Regions from separate parts of the Mus musculus genome. Here region 1 is linked to region 2. The links are chromatin contacts, called in public Micro-C maps. All regions are on one chromosome and are shown on one strand. The core of a region is the stretch at or near the end of the contact, and the rest is flanking DNA. Distances in the headings are between cores, read along the strand shown.

The links. A called contact is a pair of places that touch in the nucleus more often than the background predicts.
Region 1: a contact with region 2 is called in a Micro-C map of embryonic stem cells, with 2.7 times the contacts expected there. The contact joins the enhancer-like site here to the promoter of Pip4k2a in region 2. A contact is called at or near these places in 1 of 39 promoter capture datasets (the C10 cell line), 1 of 484 Hi-C or Micro-C datasets (embryonic stem cells) and 2 of 115 datasets of contacts at active chromatin or transcription factors (embryonic stem cells and memory CD8 T cells).

The regions. Positions count from the first base shown.
Region 1 is chr2:19,391,667-19,395,024 of GRCm38.p6, forward strand. Msrb2 (methionine sulfoxide reductase B2) reads left to right here. Exons shown (of 5, transcript NM_029619.2): 4 at 1,542-1,689; 5 at 2,585-3,304. The coding sequence ends at 2,689. Among named protein-coding and RNA genes, the nearest start is that of Gm33940, 21 kb to the right of the region's middle. Within about 2 kb of position 1,460, at least 9 of the 459 cell types and tissues checked have an H3K27ac peak or open chromatin away from gene starts, as enhancers often do. A contact at or near this core is called in embryonic stem cells, where this site is marked.
Region 2 is chr2:18,996,516-18,999,988 of GRCm38.p6, forward strand. It overlaps Pip4k2a (phosphatidylinositol-5-phosphate 4-kinase, type II, alpha), which reads right to left and starts at 1,606. Exons shown (of 10, transcript NM_008845.4): 1 at 1,337-1,606. The coding sequence starts at 1,480. It overlaps 4930426L09Rik (RIKEN cDNA 4930426L09 gene), which reads left to right and starts at 1,804. Exons shown (of 1, transcript NR_024323.1): 1 at 1,804-3,289.

The DNA.
Region 1 (3,358 bases), core at 210-2,709, 400 kb after region 2:
AATTTATTACTTTTGTTTTGTTTGTTTGTTTGTTTGTTTGTTTTTGAGACAAGGTTTCTCTGTGTAGCCTTGGCTATCCTGGGAATTACTTTGAAGGCCAGGGTAGCCTGGAACTCAAAGAGATACTCCTCTTTCTGCCTCCTGAGTGTTGGGATTAATGGTGTGTACAACCACTACTCACCAAGAATTTACTACTTTTTAAAACCCATAAAAGTCAAGCGTGGTGATATGAGTTTATAGTCCTAGCGCTTGAACAAGCCGGGCAGCAAGATTATGAGCTCAAGGCCATCTTGGGTTACACAATGAAACTGACTCAAAAAAAAAGTACTATAATAGTTACATATTCTAAAGTTCCAAGTCATATTTCTAATCTTGCTAAATATTAGTATTTAAAACCCATACTAAAGCATTTGGGGACCCTTAATAGTTTGGGGGCACAGAAGAGTCCTGTGTGTTCAGCTGAGTTTACCACTCATGTCTTGTCGGCTTAGTTTAAGGCAGAATTTAATTTCAAATCATTTCTTTCTTAGGTAGAGAGAATCATCTCTATGCTGTTTGAAAGTTTCTTTATTTTTCCATTGTTGTTTACAGACACTTTCCTATGTGAGTTCTAAGATTATTAAGTCTTTCTTTTGGGATGATGCTGGAAATCAAACCCAGGACCTTGCATGTGCCAGGCTCTGCCACTAAGCTGCAACCTGCTCCTGAGGGTGAGGCATTCTGAGAGCAGATCTCCAGTAGTCCTCTTGCCTCCTCTCCTCAGCTACTTGGCCCACTCCAGCCATTAGCATCCTTTGTCCCTGGGAGACCATCCTAAGCATCAGGCTTTTTCCAGTAATTAATCAGAGTGCTAAGCTAATTGACTAATGACAGTAACCCATAATGAGTGCTCGTGAGCACCTGCCTCACCTCACCTGGCTTCATGGAGGCTTCCTGACTCCTCAAAGGATCTCTGCAAGACAGGTGCTGTGTCCCCAGGAGACTGAGCGGTTTCTCTACCTTCGCATCTCTAAGTGGCTTGTGGGGTTCTCATTCTCCAGGACAGCCTGAGTTCCCATAATAGAAATCTCCACTGCTACCAACTGCTGCTTCACCAGATCTTATGCGGATGCGCCTCTGCCATGTAGACCACACTCCAAAAGCTGTTGTTTTTCCTTTTCCATCTCTTCCTTTTCTGCCTTTAGCGTTTGAGGATTTGATCTGTGGTCCTCATATGCAAATGAGTTCACATAGCCTTAGTCTTTCTAGTTCTTTTAGGTCAGACCCAGAGAAAGAAGCCATTAGCATTTAAAGAACAATACTTCATTTCACTATGGCCAGATAATGTCTTGAACACAAAGGGACAGAAGGAATTATTCCCTGGAACTGACTATTCATGAAGCCCAGCTTGGAATCTGGCAGAAGGAGTGGGGGCTGAGTCTTGCTCAGAACAAAGGGATGGGACCTAAGAAACTGCTATTCTGCCAACACCCATGTGTAATGGCTGTGGGTCTGCACTGTCTTCCAATTCTAACGCTGTGGGTCTGTACTGACTCCTGCAGTTCTGAGAAGAAGTACTGTTCTGGCACCGGCTGGCCTTCATTTTCTGAGGCTTACGGCTCAAAAGGCTCAGATGAAAGTCACACAGGGATCCTGAGACGACTGGACACTTCCTTAGGATGTCCTCGCATGGAGGTGGTCTGCAAGCAGGTGATGTGTTTTTCTTTTCTTCATTTTCTCTGAAAGGAAAGGAGCTGTTTTTCTCTTGGTGCCTCTCTTGTTCTTCCATGATATACCTTGCCATTAAAATTCACTCTACTTAGTGATCCCTCTCTCCCATCCCGTTCCTGCTTGACCATATGACACCAAAAGGCAGAGACATTAGCATCTTACTTCTTCTGGGAACCTAGGGAGGGGAGCTCAGATCCAGACAAAACTTGGTTTTGTATTTTATTGTTGTTGTAGTTATTGTTGTCATTATTATTATTACTATTATCATTATCATTATTATTATACACGAGTGTGCACACATGCACAGGCACCACTGTACACATAGGGAGGTTTTCTCCTCTACCATGGCTTCTGGGGATTAACTCAGATGGTCAGCACTGTGGGGATTAACTCAGATGGTCAGAACTGTGGCTCAACTGCTTTTTATCTGTTTCACCAATCTTCCCAGCTCAAGGAAACTCATTTTTATGTCATTGGCACTCACATTTCCTGGCGTGTTGTATAAACTGGCAGAGGTTGGCAAATGGAAAGGGCCAAGTTTTGTCTGAAGGAAAGAAAAGTGGTTGTTGGGTGCTCCCCCAGTTTATATGAATCCTTCCCCTCCTTGTGTTCATTCATCTTCATGATGGCTCCTTATTATTGTCACCATTTGACAGATTAGCAAGTCAAGGCCTCGGTGTAATCATTTGCCCACATGCTCCCTGGAGAAGTAGGACTGCTCACTACCACAGCTCTCTGTATATCCGGTTGTCCATTTTTGAACCAAATTCTAATGCAAATGGTCATGCTTCCCAGATGCTAGGCTCTGGGGTGTGGTGGGCCATGTGGGGCTGTTTTCCTGGAGAGTGACAAAGATGTTGTCTCTCCCTTGCAGTGTGAAGCTCACCTTGGCCATGTGTTTCCTGATGGACCCAAGCCCACTGGCCAAAGGTTTTGCATCAACAGTGTGGCCCTGAAGTTCAAACCCAGCAAGCCCTGACTGTTTGCAGGAGGCCTGTGTTTTGCCCTTCCTTGTGGAGCCTTGGTTCTGTAACTCGGATGGATGCCTTGCTTTATGTACTGAAGGCTTAGGTGAAGGTTGTTACTGGCCACAGGGGAATCACAGCTTCTTAGTCACCTGAAAGCAACTCAACCTGACTTCCGCTTGGGCCATGGGATTTCAATTGGCTGCCAAGGCTTCGGGTGAGACCACAGGGTGGGACCTAGGCAGGATTTCCACAGGTTCGTGGACTGACGAGGGTCCCTAAAGCCTCTGAAGGGAACCTGAGTTGCCCATCTCCATTCATTTCTTCATGGATGTACACAGATGAGGGCTCAGGGGGAAGAGAAAAGAGATGGGCTGGAACAGATGAGAGATGAGAGATCCCAGTGTTGAAGAGGAGGACAAAGTAGCCGAGCATGGGACACACATACCCATGATGATATAATGGATGAAACTTGTGGCTTCTTATCCAAAACTCCACTGACTCAGCCTTACAACACACAGCTGGGATCCATGTGAATTGAGTGAATTTTAGCGACTACGACAATGCTCTCCTTCTTTTCTTTGTTACAGCACTAAACTTCAAATATTAAAATAAAATATTGAGATCAATATTTACTTTTTTTGTCTCAGTCTGTTAATTTGCTCTTTAGGAACATGACTGTA
Region 2 (3,473 bases), core at 356-2,855:
TGGGAGGAAAACTATAAATAAAAGATACTGAGCCATTTTAAACAACTCTGTTAATTTAAGAGTGCAAAAACCACGCTGGCTTTCTGTCACTTACATTATGCTGAAAGGGACACCTGGGCATCCACTGAAAACAAAAGCAGAGCAGCAGGCTCAAGCTCTCTCTCTGAAGCTGGCTGACTGCAGTAGGTAAGGTCATGGTCAAAATTCACAAGCTCATTGAAACTTTCAAGGCTCAGCCAACAGCGCCTATCACGTTTCCTGAGCCCATCTAAGAAGATTAAAGCTGCAGGAGTTTTCTCGCTGTCAGATCAGCAGGACGCTGTTTCAGCCCCCCACACCGCAGTCCGCAGAGTCTGCAGCCGCGCACCTCCTTACATCCCTAGCTGTGCGCTAGACTAACCCTCCCCAACGCGCACCCCGACAGTCTTTTAAACAACCTCCAAAATGGATGTAATTAACTCTAGACCACCTCGAACTCGCGACCGCCGGGACCCCCTCCGACTATCACCACCAAGGCCATCCTTCTGCAGAAGTCTGTGACTTCTGCCTGGCTCCCCAAGGAGGGGAGGAAGCAAGGGGGAGGGAGGAAGACTCCCCGCCAGGAGGTCTGGAAAGGGCACAGCAGCTGGGCGATGCGGGAAGGGATGAAGAGAAGACGCTCAGCACCAGGGCCATATTTACGTTGCTTTTTTTTTTCCTTTGCCCGTCTTCCCCACCCCCACCCCCCACCCCCCCAAAAAAATTCTCCTAGAGTCTGACAATACTGCCTTTAAAGGAAAAAAGAAAGCTAAGCTCTCAAGCTGCCGCCCAAAATCTTCTGATTCACTCCAGTCCTATCTCCGAGAAGCTCCGGACTCTTCCTGACAGGGACAGGTTCACCTGCCCACCCGCTCAGGGCAGGAGGGCCCATCGGTCCCAGACAAGTGGAGCGATCGCTCGGACTGGGCCCTGAGCGGTTCCCCGCCAGGACTGATAGCTGAGACAGAGTCGGTCCCCGCACAAACTTCCCACTTCGCGGACAGCGAGCACCGACCGGCGGGAGGACGAATGCGGGACAGGACAGCCGCGGAGAGGCTCAGAAGCACAGAACAGAGAATGCTTCTCATCCTGCACCCTCCCTGGGTTCCAAAGGGAGCGCAAGCGCCGCCGGAGAAACCCAGGAGATGGACGCTTGTCGTGGGGTTAGGGGTACCCCAAGAGGCGAGTGGCCAGAGGGCCCGGGACCGACCGAGCTAGCCGGCTAGAGGTCCCCGCCCTGCCACCGCTGCAGCAGGAGGAGCAGAGCCGGGAGGCTGAGCCCGAGGAGCAAGAGGAGCGCGCCGCAGAGGAGCCTTACCGAATGGTTGACCCCCCACATGAGCACGCTGAGCAGCGGGTCGCTGGCCCGGAACAGCTTCACTTTCTGAGCCACGAAGTGCTTCTTCTTCGTCTTGGTCTTGCTCGCCAGGACGGAGGACCCCAGGTTGCCAGGGGTCGCCATGGTCGCAGTCTCGGTCCCCTCCACCGCCGCGCCGCCGAGGCCGGGGACCCGCCCTCCCTACACGCCAGCCCGGGGAGGCAGCTGCATCCCCCGGGGCGGCCGCCGCTGCGCGCCTGCTCCAGCCCCGCTCCGCCCGCGCTCAGTCCTGGGCGCTCGCTCCGCCCGCTCCGCGCGCTCGGCCGCTTAGGCTGCAGCTGCGCTCGCCTCGCGCCCCCGCCGGCTCCCGCCCGTCGCGGCTCGGCGCACAGCCCTCGGCTGGTCCAGGCGGCGGGCGGCTTCCGCGTTGGGCGCTAGCGTCATGACGCAGAGGCGGGCGGGGCAGCGGCGCCGACGGGCGGGGCGGGTGCGGATGCGGATGCCGGACCGTTAAGCTGTTCTGTGCGCTCCGCCACCGGTGCTAAGACGAGCACTCTCCTGGCGGCCGCGATCCGTCTGGGGAGGCTGCTGCGGAGTGTGGAGACTCGCGTGAGCATGCCTTTCTCGCTCCTGGGGAGGAGCAAGGAAAGGATACGGAGCCAAGGGAGCTCCGAGGAGGGAGCCCCCAGATGCATGGGGCAGCCAGGAATGTCCGGGAACCTCCGCTTCCCGTGCCAAGGGCTGGCGAGTTCGTGGGACCCAGAGCGCTTCTTCGGGGCCCCGGGCTTCCCCAGCATCTAGGGAAAGGACCTTGGCTCCTCTTTGTCAACTGTCTGCCAGGGAGTCCCCGCCTTGAACTTCCTAACCTTTTGTATCCTGGTTGGGCCTTCCCATGCTATCGGATACTAGAATGTCATTCCCAACCTACTCTGGGATTCTTCACTGAAACCCCTGCTTTAGTCAAGACAGCCATGCCCCAGTCTGGACCGTTTGCTTGGAACCCATCATTTTGCAGGCCACCCCTTCCTTCTCTTATTCTGGACATGCACCTTCTGATTTGAAAATGTTTAGCCTTTCACCACTACCACCCCACACTGAAATTAGTCGTCCTTACGCTGGCATTTGTTGTTGCAAGTCTACAGTCCTTAGATCTTTCAAGAAGACAAAGAGTAACGCCTGGAACAAAAAGGGAGCAGATCCTGTGCGGACCTTCCTTTTCTTCATTTGACCTTTCAGCACGGTTGCCCCCAAAATCCCCTTGGTCATTCTAACTTGTTAATACTATCCCCCCCCCCCCCCGCCCCGCCGCCGCAATGATTCCTTGCTTCTTCTGGTACCAAGCATCACCATTGTTAATGGCTAAAGGGGGTGAAGATAATAACAAAACCAGCCTAAATTAATGCTGAGAAGTCATAAACTTGACCCACAGTTCCACTAGTTGACCAAATCATTTAACCAGAGACTGATGTTATTTGTGTGACTAGGTATAGCCTGACACAAAGGTCACTTTAGGGACTATGCTATAGATTGTTTGTTACACTCAAAACCAGCAGTAGATAAAAGTACACAATGTTGCAGACCTGTAATCCTGGCCCTCAGGAGGCAAGGCTAGAGGATCAGAAATTCAATATAATCCTCAGGTAGGTAGGTATGTTCAAGCCAAGCCAGGTATCCATGAAACCCTGTCTGGGGGCGGTGGAGGGGCTGTGGGGCTGTACAGTCTTTATCTTACTGATAACTCATAAACTGTCGCCTGACCTCAGAAAAGAGTCTATCTAAACCAATTTTCATAGCTTGCCCACAGGCATCCTTTCACAAGAATCTACAACCAAATTCAGCACCCTACACAGCCTACAAGTTGTTTCATTTCTCTTCCTGTGTTGGAAATAAGCATTCATATTGTTGTTAACCAGTTGGGAGTTCATTTATTTAATAAATTCTCATTGACCCAGACTCAAGAGCTTCACATCATCATTGATTATTGCTCTTCATCACCCCTCCACAGAAACCTGTACCAGCCCTTGTCCTTGAAAACAATTACCCTTTCCTCCTGGTTGAAATGAATCCTTCCACTTCAATGCCTCTGTATCTCTTTATTTGTTCACAATAGCTGTAATGTACTTAATTGTATATTAAT